Regions from separate parts of the Ovis canadensis genome. Here region 2 is linked to region 1. A link is a contact called in public Hi-C data. All regions are on one chromosome and are shown on one strand. Each heading gives the region's core, a stretch centred on a gene start, on an enhancer-like site or on the middle of the called end of the contact. The rest is flanking DNA. Distances are from core to core; before and after follow the strand shown. Region 1 holds the start of LIFR (LIF receptor subunit alpha). Region 2 overlaps EGFLAM (EGF like, fibronectin type III and laminin G domains).

Region 1 (6,870 bases), core at 3,154-5,653:
GCTCCTGATGTTGGACAGGACCTCAAAAGTCACAGTTAAGAAAAAGACAACAGATTCTAATTAGGCATCTACAACAATTGCTTGGCACAACACTCAATTCCCAAGATTTCAATTAATCTAAAGGAACATATATTTAGAATGACACACAGATTAGAAGTTGGGAAGAGGAAATACCACAGTTCCTGATACTCCCTAAAATAGAACAGGCACACATTCTTCCTGTGAGAATAAAAGTACCTGCAGAAAGTACATATATTTTATGGGCTCATTAGTCTGTAATCTGCCCCCAAAGAATTCAAACATTCACTATACTAAAAAAGGCCTCTCTGAAATTTTTACACTTAAGCAAAGGGCTAATACACTGAAATCAAAGATGGAACTTCTGACTGAATTACTCAGAAATCACTATAATGTCCTGGAAAATACACACATTTTTAAGGCTTCATAGTTTAATTTCAGGAACAGAAACAAAATGCAACTCACGTAAAGCAACAATCTGAGAAGATGCTTTAACAGTGGGATGGATCTGGTAATGTCAAGGGCCACAGCCAAGATGGGGAAGACTTAGCTTAAATACTCCCAAATCTAAGTATTTTGAGAAAAACCAGACAAGATTATTTCTTAAACTCTCTAATTATTAGTTAATTCTCTCAATATTCACAGCACATTATGACCCAGGCTAAGCAATGAAGAAGCAGCAGGTCCACAACTGCTCTCCTGGAGCGTCCAGCAGGTGGAGGAACCCCGCCATCCAAGGTCTGTCTCCCACGCCATTGAACCTTCCTTGCCATTTGCAAATGCCCAGGACACCCATCGCAGTGCCTGCTCTCTCCCACCAGCCACTTTTCGATAAGAAACTCCAGCCACACTGGCGGCCGTCTGTTCCTCTGGTGTGCGAGGCTCGGTCCCACTGCCTGGCCTTTGCACAAGCCATGCCCTCTGCCTGAACCACCACTCCTCCAGATCTCCAAGAACACACTCAACTCTCAGTTTAAACTTCACCTCAGAGAGGCTTCCAGAGCTGCTCGGTCTAAAACAGTGGCCCCACCTGCCCCCTCTTTATCCCAGCAACCCTCTTTTATCACTCTGCCAGCATGTCTCACTCAGACCTTACTGTCTTTATTGCTTCTCTGCTTTTTATCCATCTCCCTCACTAACAGGTGGACTCATTAGAATGGGGTCTCTATCCTGCGCATTACTACATTCTTAGTCTCTAGAAATTGCCTGGGATGTAACACATGCTCAGTAAATACTTATTTAAGAAGAGCAAATACAGCCAATATTAGCAGTTTAGTACAATGACAGGTACTAAATAACAAAGGAAAAACAAAACACCTTAAACATGAAAAGGTTTCCTTGGTCATTTAAAAAAAAGGATTATTATAGCTTCTTACATTAGCTCTAAAATAAGCATAATGGAAATATAAAGCTCAACACTGAATAATACTCAAATTTTTGTAATGCATTTGGTTCAACTGCTAGCTAGCATTAGTCTTACTTCTATAATTTATTGTTTTAAAAGCACTCTAAAAGACCTCAATTTTTAATTTAAAAGGGCCAAATATTTTCTGAACGCATACTCCTCCTTAAGAGTTACGAGCAACCTTCTCCCAAAGTGTACAATTTATAAACATATTATAGCAACATTAAAATATGAGATACCAGTGATCATTTGCAGAAGGCAGGGGTGTTGGTGCCTAATGGCAAACAAGTTTTACGAAACACGACCTGCCTTTATCTCCAACCTAACCAAAGGTATAAGCCTCTTCTCTATGTTCAAAATATTTAAACTCCTAAGAATTTTTCTTACAGATTATTCTTAAAATTTTATATCTGTTCTTCTATTTCTTTTGTTGAGACAAAGAGCTAAGGTGTTAATCAAGGAATGCCACCTTAGTAATTGGCCCTGGTGGCTCATGCTTCACCACAAAGACACCAGAGACCCTTACGGATCACTTGGAAATTATATAAAAGGAAAGAGTGCACACTGAAGAGAAGGGGCATTCATTTCCTGGAATATGATGCAAAGAAATAAGTTACCACTGCCTTTGGGAATAATTGAAATTCACTTAAAAACCTCAGAAACTAATGTTTTACAACAGTTCTATAGGAAAATAGCAGAAACCATCTACTACACATACCTCAATAAAGCAGAGGTTAAATAAATGATGGCTCATCCTTAATGGAGTACTCCGCAGCTGTTGGAGAATGAGACAGCTCTTAGGTACTGATGTTAGAGGCTGCCAAGATTTAGTACTCTGCCAGGAGGGAAGGGGAGGGGGGGAGCTGGTGCAGGACCGAGCATACAATGTGTCCTCAATTGTGGAAAGACAAATAAAAAGAACACAGACAAAATGTTTATACTAGCATAGGCTTTATCTGGAAAGATATACACAGGGTCCTGGGGAGAACAGGGTGCAGTAGGGGTCGGGGAGTTGGGGAGAGGAGATACACTTTTCACTCCATAGCTTTTTATACATGCTGAATCTTCTAGAGGATGCATAAGCAGCTGGTCCCACAAATAATGGCGGTAAATTTTAATGTTATAATAATTTATATCACTGCCAACATATTACTGAACAATGACCATCAATAAGCGAAAGGTTTCAAAAATCACAGAAGTTTGTTCTCTTTGACAGCAAAGTTCTTGATCCTTATTTCCCAGAAAAGAACCCAACTCTCCAGCAATTAGAGAGGCGAGCTTGTGATCTCACCTATTACAAAGCAAATAAACCTCAATTCAATTCTTGGAAGGGATATTTAAATCGAGCTTGTAACTACCTAATGAAGTCTCCAAATCAACAGTTTCCCCTTGGCTATAAAACAGAAAGTCAACCTGTGAAACAAGTAAGAGGACAGTGTTTTTAAAAACATACTCTATACTTAGGTTTCCTTTCCCCAGCCAGGCTAAGACAAGGAACCCTCTGATATTAGTGAAATGTGATTTCAGATCTGTGGCAAAATCAGCATTTAAGGGAAGGGACAAGCATCATTTACACTAAACAAACGCTTTCACTTTTCTAGGAAGGGGAATTTGCTTTAAATTTAATTTAGGAATCATTTTTGGACCCCTGACCAAATGATACTACTAAGTCACTTCATTTTACCCCAAGCAAATTTTTTTAATTAAATACAAATCTGAAACTGAAAACAAATCAGAAGGCAAACTTTAAGCTGAAACCTTTCTGTCAAAAAAACGTATCTTAAATGAACACAGTAAAAAATGCAGAGAAATTCATTTCCATACAAATGCTATTCAGTAGCAGCATATATGCTATATCAATATTTGAGTGCAATAACACACCCACACAAAAAGGAGCACAGAGGTACCCAACCGCAAATAAAACACCTCATATATTTTTGGTAGCCAAAGGTGGGGATGCAGAAGGTGGAAACCAGAATCACATTATTCAAGGTGTAAATTCACAACATGTGAAGTGCAGAATTTTCTGTCGGTCAGAACTCATGATTCCAGCTCTGTCTTTTGAAACGATCCATTTAAAACTGGAATCTATTATGAAGCCTAAGTTTGACGGTCAACTCCTTAAACTCTGGATTCAATCAGTATAGCACCTTCGGATACAAGCACATAAAATAAAGGTAAATCAAATACACCATGAATACAGAAGGGACAGCGAACTGGCTTTAATGAAGAGATAAGGCAAGGGGGTCACTTGGTTGATTACATCACTTAAGAAAAATAAAAATTAAAGCTCCTTCCCATCCCCCAGGTAGCCTGTGGCCTCAGAACTTACTGCCCTACGTGCGGCAGAAGTTCGCGGCCGGGGAGTCGGCGTCCTCCTGGAGCCCGGGTGGCCCAAGGGCGCGGAGAGCGGCGAGACCTGGTGCGCCCCATCCCCCGCCCGGGTCACTCCTCTCAAGCGCTCCCGGACCCAGGGGCCAAAGCCGGCCGAAGCGCTGCCCCCAGCCCCGCGCCGGCCGCCCGGCGCCGGCGACGATGCGCCCAGGCGACCCGGCTCCGGGGTCCGCGGCTCCCACTCCCCGCGCCTCGCGCCGCGCCCACCCGCTCCCAGTACTCACGGGCCGCTTGCGCGCCGCTATCTAGCCATCCTCGGCCGCCGCCCGGGGGCTGCCGGAGTTCGCAGTCGCCCGTGGGCTGGAGGCGTAGAGGAGGGGGGCCGGGCACCACCCGCCGCCTCCGCCGTCTCGCCTCCCCCAGTCCCAGAGCAGGGCTGCTGCAGGCGGCCGCGGGCGAGGGGCGGCCCGCTGCCCTCCGCGAGCTCCGGGGGACGCCGCCGCCGCCACGGACGCGCGGAGGCAACAGTAACGGCCACCACTACTGGCGAGACGCTCCAGCCCCGACTGCGGCGCGCGGGGGCGGTGCCTGCACGCCGCTCGGCGGGGGGCGCCGCTACCCGGGTCCCGGCCCCGCCCCCGGCCCCGCCCCGCGCACCCCCGCCGGAAGCCGCCCGCGCGCCCCCGCCGTCGCCCCTCGGCGGGGCCGCGCGCGTCCGGCGCTTTTCGCGGGGCCGCCCCCTGGAGCCGGAGGAGAGCGGCCGCGCGCGGGGCTCCAGCGCCGAGGGTGGTGCTTCCGCGGAGAGTCCCGTCGCGAGGCCCATCTCGGAAGGTCACGGAAGAGTCGGGGAGAGGAGCGGCCTGGCCCGTGCAAATGGTCGGGAAGGCCGGCCTAGCGCGCGGCGGCCCTGCAAGGAGAGCGGCTCTCGAGACGCTGTCAAAGCGCATTGCAAACACTGCATGGAGGAGAGGACGACCTGCGGCCGTGTTTTAGCTTCCTTTGTAAATACACTTGAAAACTAGCCTCTATGCCGGGGCGCGGATGGTTGGGGGCGGAGGGAACGACACGGGGAGCGATTGCTTAGATTTTATGAATAACTTATAATGCTCCAAGGGCTGGGGCGCTGCCACTCCGGTCACTTTCCTCCTGCCCACGCAGGGCTCGCTCGGCCAGAGAGGGCCTGCGGGGGCATTCGGAGTCATCTAGTCTTGCCTCCAAGGCGTGGTGGGCTTATTTGTGCTGAGAAAAAACGGATCTCTTAATGGGGTGAGATTTTTCCTCCTTGCATTGTTCCCATTTCCGCAGTTTCACTTGGCCTCGGTTTTCGTCCAGAGTAATGCACCAAATGTAATTAGCTGGAGAGCGTTTGATGGCGCAGAATCATGGTTTGAAGATGTTTACCCTCTATGCCGGACGCGTTTGATGGTGTTCTCTTCAGCACAATTAATTTTGCAAAGTTCAGAAATGTGCCAGATGGAGCCCCTGGCACGCAGAGTCACAGGGCTCTGCAGACACACCTTCAATAGGAAGCCAACTTGTTTGTTTCATTTGTGATTTATTTGATGCACCAGCACAAAGGCCAGCGTGTTTTTATAAGAGACCTTTGGATGAAATTCCAAAGCAATTTCTAAATTGGCAAAACGAACCTTATTTTCTGAGGCAATATTTCCCTGTTGATAATGTAACTAGAATGGGCACAAAAAACACCATCAGGTACACTGAAAAGTAGTCTCCCTAAATGCAAGTGTGTGTTTCACAGTAAGACATGGACCCCACTTGTGTTCTAACGACCAGCTTCATTCATATGTATTTTAAACGCCCAGACTAATTCTTCCTATTATCTCTGAGACCTTGTTTGCAAAACAGGCTTCCAGGATGTGTACCTGAACCCCTGTTTAAGATGCTACTTTTTGTGTTACCCTGGTTCTTGAGTCCTTGGTGGGTTGGGACATTTATCTCATTTAAAAAGATTTTAATGGATGAAAGGGTTCAACAAAGAGGCACAAGTGCCTAGAGTCTAAGAAAATTGTGATGTAGCCCCTACATGAGGTGGAGAAATTCCTTTTGTGGGGAAAAATCGTAGTTTTTAAAGCATATTACATAGAATGCTTACTTTTGTGACTTAGACATAGAAACTCTTGGGGGAATAATAATGCCTAGCAACTATTGGATACACTCTGTGCCTGGCACCATCCGTCAGCTCTTTTAACCTGCACAAATACCTGTAAAACAGGTACTGTTATCACACAGAGGGGCGCGTTGATGCAGATTTTATGAGAAATTTATGCAATTTGGGTGGTCCTCCCAAAGGAAAAGGAAAAACAAAACAACACAGCACACCCAAGCTGCTCCAGCACCACCCAACCCGAGGGAAAGTGACAAGGGGGAAACTGAAAGGGAAAGAGATCTCAGTCTCAGCTGATGGTGGTTAAAATATCTTACTTTTGCCAATTGTACAAAAACACGACTATGTGGATGTATTGCCTTGTCTCCTGCCAGGGACTTGGATGTGGGGCTGGAACAATGCCTTAAACCTTTAATTAGATTCAGAAAACTTGCCTCCAGTGCACACCCCGGTATCACTAGTCAGGGAACTCAAGAAGTTGCCACAGTTTTCAAGGAGCACCCCAGGACCCACACGATACCGAGGTCTGGTTTGAAGAGCCATGTTACACACACTTTTCATGAGAAAAAGTAGATTTTATATTTCCATAAGAAAGCAGGGACTTTAAAAATATCTTAGCAATTTTCTGATTATGACCAGAAACTCTGTTTTTGCAGCACTTCATATGGTCCTGCTGAGTTGGTAGTAGGAAATTTTCCTTAATGATTGTATAAAAGGTGGATTAACCACTTTGGATTCTTAAAGGAATTTAACTTAAAGTGTCACGGATTGACATTGTTATTTCCCTTGTCATAGACAAGTCTGTTTTGTAAATACTATTTTATATAATAATTAAGTTTGTAAACCAAAAACAGATATTGCAAAATAAATATCAAAACATAAAATTTGTTTTGTTTGATGCTTATGTTGTATAATATGAAGAGCCTGACAGTAGTTCTTATTTAGTGTTTGTGTTGAACAAATAAAGAAGGAAATGGAAATGACTACA
Region 2 (6,116 bases), core at 2,811-5,310, 97 kb before region 1:
TTTTGGGTTTCTGGAAATTGGTCCCACATTTCTCTTTTAAGCCTGGAGTTCTGGCCAAGTTTTGAGTAAAGGGCACCCTCCCCCGCTCAGCCCCCACACCCCAGAGCAGACATCTGTGCTCATCCCTGGGCCTGGAACCTGGCGTGGCTGCCTCGCTGCATTTCCTTCCTCTGGGCAGCTATTCTCCCCACATCATTCACCCGGCTCAGAAGTACGGAAGCCCTGGGGGAGGCTGGGCGGAGAGGTATCAGAGAGTGGCCAGTGGTTTAAGATTGTCAGCCTGCACAGAGTCAGCTGCAGGGCTCCTATCCAAGGTTACTGGATTCCTGGGCCCACACCTGGAAACGCACCTGGTGGAGGAGGTCCTGCTGAGTGCCAGAATCTGATTGGAAGATACCAGGAGCCACACCCTGAGAAACCGAGTCTGGAATGGTCAGAAACCAGGGCTTCAGAGTCAGACATGCCTGATTCCCACGGCCACGTGATCACCTGCAGGTTATCTGACCTCTGAAAAGGAAAGGGTTAATCATGAGGACCCAGTGAGTTAATTCACATAAAGGCCCAGCATGTCTCCTTATTAGTGAGTGATAATGATTATCCTTGGTAAGTGTTTACTCTGTTCAAAAAACTCATATCATGAACATATGTAAGGGAACTGGCACAATATACTATATAAAATTTAGCTATTGTTATTGTTACTATTGTTATTATTGTTGTTATTATTTTGACTAAGGCCTTGCTGCCATGCAGCTTACATCAGTGGAGCCTAGAGAGTGAACCTGTTGATTGCGTAGGTGAACCAACCATTTTTGAGGTTTTAGTGTTTGATCCAATTTCAAAGCAAACAACAGGAAATCTAAGATAATACGGTATAATCTCAACATTCTTCACCTAAATGCTTGTCCTTTTTGCTAATTTAGTGCTCAAAGTGCTTCTGCCAGAGAATAAAGAAAAGGTTTGGGTGCAAATTAAAGAAAGGGAATCAGAGTACTCAATTGAGAGTGTGGTTTTTGTTGTTTGTTTTGTTTTGTTTTATGGTTATGTATAGGGCATAAAACTAGGTGTGTAAATATCACTTTACTGGGGATATTACCCACTAATTTTCCATGTGACTTTGATAACATTTTCATGCAGCAGAGAAAGGGAAGCAGTCTGACATTAGCAAAGTACCCTGTGCTATGCTTTAAAGGAGGCACGACCAATTATAAGTGCCACCACGTGGAGGCAGTCAAGTGGCTTCCAAGAGACCTCACCTGCTGGCGTTTCCTGGTAGCACACCTTTGTGCTCAGACTCCTGGCCTTTCGTGTGCACCAGGTTGAGTAGGTAAACTGGGTTCAAGATAACTGATTCATGATCACCAGGTACGCGGGACATGGGAGAGAAAGCAGACATGCATTTATTCATTTATTCATTCATTCACATATTTTTACCTTTTTTTTTTAAATTGATATTTAACTAAGTGAAGTAAGTCAGAGAAAGACAAATGTCGTATGCTGTCATTCATATATGGAATCTAAAAGAAAAACGAGGCAGATGAATTTATCTACAAAACAGAAACAGACTCACAGACATAGAAAACAAACTTACGGTTACCAAAGGAAGGGGGTAGGAGGGATAAATTTGGAGTTTGGAATTAACAGAGACATACTATATATAAAATAAATAAACAACAAAGTCCTATTTTACAGTACAGGAACTATATTCAATATCTTGTAATAACCTATAATGGAAAAGAATCTGAAATCAGACAAATATACATATAATATTATGTGAATCAGTTTGCTGTGCACTAGCTGGTGAAGCGACTTAGCAGCAGCAGCTGGTAAAGTATGTGCCTGCAACGCAAGAGACCCTGGTTCTATTCCTGGTTCTCCTCCTGGAGAAGGGACAGGCTACCCACTCTAGTATTCTCGGGCTTTCTTGGTGGCTCAGACCATAGAGAATCCACCTGCAGTGCGGGAGACGTGAGTTTGATCCCTGGGTTGGGAAGATCCCGTGGAGGAGGACATGGGAACCCACTCCAGTATTCTTGCCTTGGAGAATCCCATGGACAGAGGGGCCTGGCGGGCTACAGTCCATGGGGTCACAGAGTTGGACGTGACTGAGCGACTACACACAGCACAGAAATTAACAAAACATTTTAATTCAACTATACTTCAAATTTTTTTAAATTAAGGTAAAATTTACATAAAGTGTACAAATATTAGGTGTACAGCTCAATACATTTTTTAACATACAAACACTTGTGTGACCACCACTCGGAATAAAACAGAACATTTCCTACACCCAGGAAGGCTCCCTCATGCCCTCTCCCAACAAAGGCAATCACTGTTCTTGGCCATTTATTATTATTTAAAAGAAAGAGAAATTCCAGGGGGATGTATATCAGGTGTCTGGGCAAGCAGGAGGTTATTCGAGAACGAAGAGGGAGTCGGTGGGGTTGGAGAGTCAGGCCGTCAGGCCGTCAAGGAGCCAACTGGGCCGCTCCCTGACCTGCAGCGGTGGCTGGATTCCTGCCTGCTGGGTTCCGTGTTTGCTCCTTGAGTACAATCTGGATGAACAGGCATGTTACCGGGCTGGAGAATAGAAGAAGAAAACCCATCCTTTGTCCAAACACAACTGAAAACGTTTCCATTCACTGGGTTACAATCCCATTCCAGTCTAGTGCTGCTGCAGTTCTACCTAAGTCACCTTGTTCTGAGACCTGGGTGTTCCTGGGTGTTTTGGTTACATATTCGCAGCCTGTTGGTTCACTTTCACACATGACTACTCTTCCAGGAGAGGCTTGACAGGCTTGACTCTGGGCGGCAGTTTTCTCCTATTGCTAGTTCCTCTAGGTGTGCTGTCAATGCTCGATCCGAGCTGCATTAAGCACTGCATGTATTCCCACATGGTGCTAGTGGCAAAGAACTTGCCTGCCAATGCAGAAAGCATAAAAGATGCAGGTTCAAGGCCTGGGTCAGGAAGATCCCCTGGGGAAGAGCATGGCAACCCACTCCAGTATTCTTGCCTGGAGAATCCCATGGACAGAAGAACCTGGTGGGCTGCAGTCCACAGGGTCACACAGAGTCAGAGATGACTGAAGTGACTTAGCATGCACACAGGCATGGGGTTATTTGCTTGTCTCCTACTATGTGCTATGCTCTTTATATATATTATCTTACTGAAACTTCCCTAAGATCCTTCAGGGTAGGTATTATTAACCCATTTCACAGATGAGAAAATTGAGGCTCAGACAAATGGAGCAAATTGCCCAAGATCACAGAGCTAGGAATTGGCAAGGCTGGGAATCTAGGTAGATTCCTCTAATCCAAGTGTCTAGGTTCTTTCTCGGAGAAGGCAGTGGCACCCCACTCCAGTACTCTTGCTTGGAAAATCCCATGGATGGAGGAGCCTGGAAGGCTGCAGTCCATGGGGTCGCTGAGGGTCAGACACAACTGAGCGACTTCACTTTCACGCATTGGAGAAGGAAATGGCAACCCACTCCAGTGTTCTTGCCTGGAGAATCCCAGGGACGGGGGAGCTTGGTGGGCTGCCGGCTATGGGGTTGCACAGAGTCGGACACGACTGAAGCGACTTAGCAGCAGCAGCAGCAGCAAGTTCTTTCTATCACCCTATGCTGCCTCTCATAAAAGCCCACATAGTAATTCAGCTGTGTTTCTGCCAACCAGCTCTCAGCCTTGCTTTATACTCATTCATTTCTTCAACAAGCATTTGGCCACTAAATAATGAAATCTAAAAATTCCACCTCCAGGCTGCTTCATACAAGGAGACACTTGATGTGGGAAATTTCATTAGAAAACAGTGGATTTTTCTGGGTCAGAGCAACAGCTTTGTCTCAGAGTTTGTCAAGTCACCCGAGTTCTATTCTTGGTTAAATGTTGATGGGCTGTGTGGCTTCTTTGAGACTCCAGTGTTAAAGAAAGGACTCATAGTGCTTTCCCTGGGAAAAGCCAAAGCTTTCTATTCTTGCTCTTTTGTTGGCTTGAGTGCATAGAAGAGCTCAGTGACTAATCCGAGTTTTCTCTCAATTTCCTGTTTATTGGCCAATGAGCTAAAGGAGAGACATGTCCTCTTACAACATGAGAGAGCTGTCTGGGTGGAATGCATTTTCCTTCAAAAGCATGATTACATGGGCTTTATTATATTATCAAGGGGTGATCTATGCAGCTGGCTCAGTGCCCAGCCTAGAATAGTCACTCACTAAATATTTGTTGTATTTAATTAAATTAGAATAATTGAATGAACACTGGACTAAGAGGGATATTTCTCTCTGGTAAACAACATATGCAAGTCTTCTGATCCCCTTAGCATATCAGGGTATCTGGCAACTGAAACAGAAAACAGAAAGCTCTGGAGTGGATCTGCTATCCAAGAAAATGTGGCAGGGGGAGGGGCTCAGGTAAAAGCCCAAGTGGAAGTCCTATACTTTGGCTTTGAGATTTTAGGCAAATTCCCTTAAACTCTTTGGGACTCAGCCTACTCTGCAATGTTTTGTTCTGTTCTGTTTTTTTGAAAAGTGAAAACACATGTATTCGTTTCTGAAGACTGCCATAACACATTACCGCAAATTGGGTGGCAATAGACACGTGTTATCTCACAGTTCTAGAGGCGAGAAGTCTGCCCCGGAGGCCTTGCAGGGTCTCTTCCTCCTGGGGCTCTGAGGAAGTCTGCTCTGTGACTCTCTGCTAGGTCCTGGCAATCGCTGGCACTCCTTGGTGCTCCTTGTCTTATCGCTGTCATCATTCTAGCCTCTGCCCCTGTCTTCACGTGGTGTTCTTTGTGTGTCTCTGTCTCTGGGTCAAAATTTCCTCTTTCTATAAGGAAACTAGTCGTATTGGATTTAGGGCTTCACTAACCCCAAATGGGGCTTCCCAGGGGGCTCAGTGGTCAAGAATCTGCCTGCAACGCAGGAGATGTGGGTTTGATCCCTGGGTCAGGAAGCTCCCCTGGAGCTTCTCCTGGAGTATTCTTGCCACTCCAGTATTCTTGCTTAGAGAATCCCATGGACATAGGACCCTGGCAGGTTACAGTCCACGGGGTCGCAAAGAGTCAAACATGACTTAGCAACTAAACAACAACAATAATCACGTATGACTTCCTCCCAACCCCATATAACCCGCATATAAACCCTCTTAACTAATTACATATGCAAAGACCTTGTTTCCAAATCAGTTCACTTTCTGAGTTTCTGGACCCAGGTTCAATTCCTGGGTCGGGAAGATCCCCTGGAGGAGGGCATGGCAACCCATTCTAGTGTTCTCACCTGGAGAATCCCATGGACAGAGGAGCCTGGCGGGCAACAGTCTATGGGGTTGCAAAGAGTCGGACACAACTGAGCGACTAACACTTTCAGTTTTCACTTAGATTCTGGGTGTTCATTAATTTTGGGGGGATACTGTTCAACCTAGTACAACACATTACAAATGATAAAGTCCTTCTTTTTCCTTATACAGTAATAGCATGCATGGAGCCTAAAATAAATCAACTTTGAGGGCATTATGGTAAGTGAAAAAAGCCAGTTACAAAGAGACAAAACTGTTTGGCCCTACTATAAGGTACCTAGGATTGTCAAATTTACAGAAAGAGAAAGTAAAATTGGGTTGCCATGGACTGGGGGAGGGGAAATGGGAAGTTGTTTAATGGGTACAGATTTTCGATTTTACAGGACAAAAAAGTTCTGGAATTGATTGCTCAGCAATGTGAATATACTTAACACTACTGAACTGAACCACTTACAAATGATTAAGACTGGACTTCGATAGAGGTCTGATGGTTAAGGCTCCATGCTCCCAACGCAGCGGGCAGAGGTTCAATACCTGGTCGGGGAACTAAGATCCTCTTTGCTGCACAGTATGGCCAAGGAAAAAAAAAAAAGGTTGATCGTAAATGTTACCACAATTAAAAAATAAAAAAACATGGCCTACTTTGGGAACTTAGTGTCTTTTTAGCATTGTTTTGTGTTAAAGAAACTACCTTCTGAGGTCCAGAGAGCTTTCTCATTGAGAATCATTTATGAATGACCGTCTGCCTGTGCATCTTCTGTTCTCTGTCTTGTTCTTCTCTGACACCTTCAGCTATAACCTGGGCAGTGGTGTGGCATCCATCATGGTGA

What was found. Hi-C and Micro-C count contacts between places; a contact is called where the count stands out from the background.
Region 2: a Hi-C map of fibroblasts shows a contact between it and region 1, with 2.9 times the contacts expected there. The contact joins the enhancer-like site here to the promoter of LIFR in region 1. A contact is called at or near these places in 2 of 2 Hi-C or Micro-C datasets (fibroblasts and lung).

Annotation. Positions count from the first base shown.
Region 1 is chr16:49,125,552-49,132,421 of ARS-UI_OviCan_v2, reverse strand. It overlaps LIFR (LIF receptor subunit alpha), which reads right to left and starts at 4,403. Exons shown (of 20, transcript XM_069556154.1): 1 at 4,042-4,403.
Region 2 is chr16:49,222,960-49,229,075 of ARS-UI_OviCan_v2, reverse strand. EGFLAM (EGF like, fibronectin type III and laminin G domains) reads left to right here. Exons shown (of 23, transcript XM_069555987.1): 21 at 6,079-6,116. LOC138421667 (a long non-coding RNA gene) reads right to left here. Exons shown (of 4, transcript XR_011249580.1): 2 at 5,978-6,116; 3 at 5,741-5,847; 4 at 2,125-2,577. Among named protein-coding and RNA genes, the nearest start is that of LIFR, 98 kb to the right of the region's middle. Within about 2 kb of position 4,060, the one cell type or tissue checked has open chromatin away from gene starts, as enhancers often do. A contact at or near this core is called in fibroblasts, where this site is marked.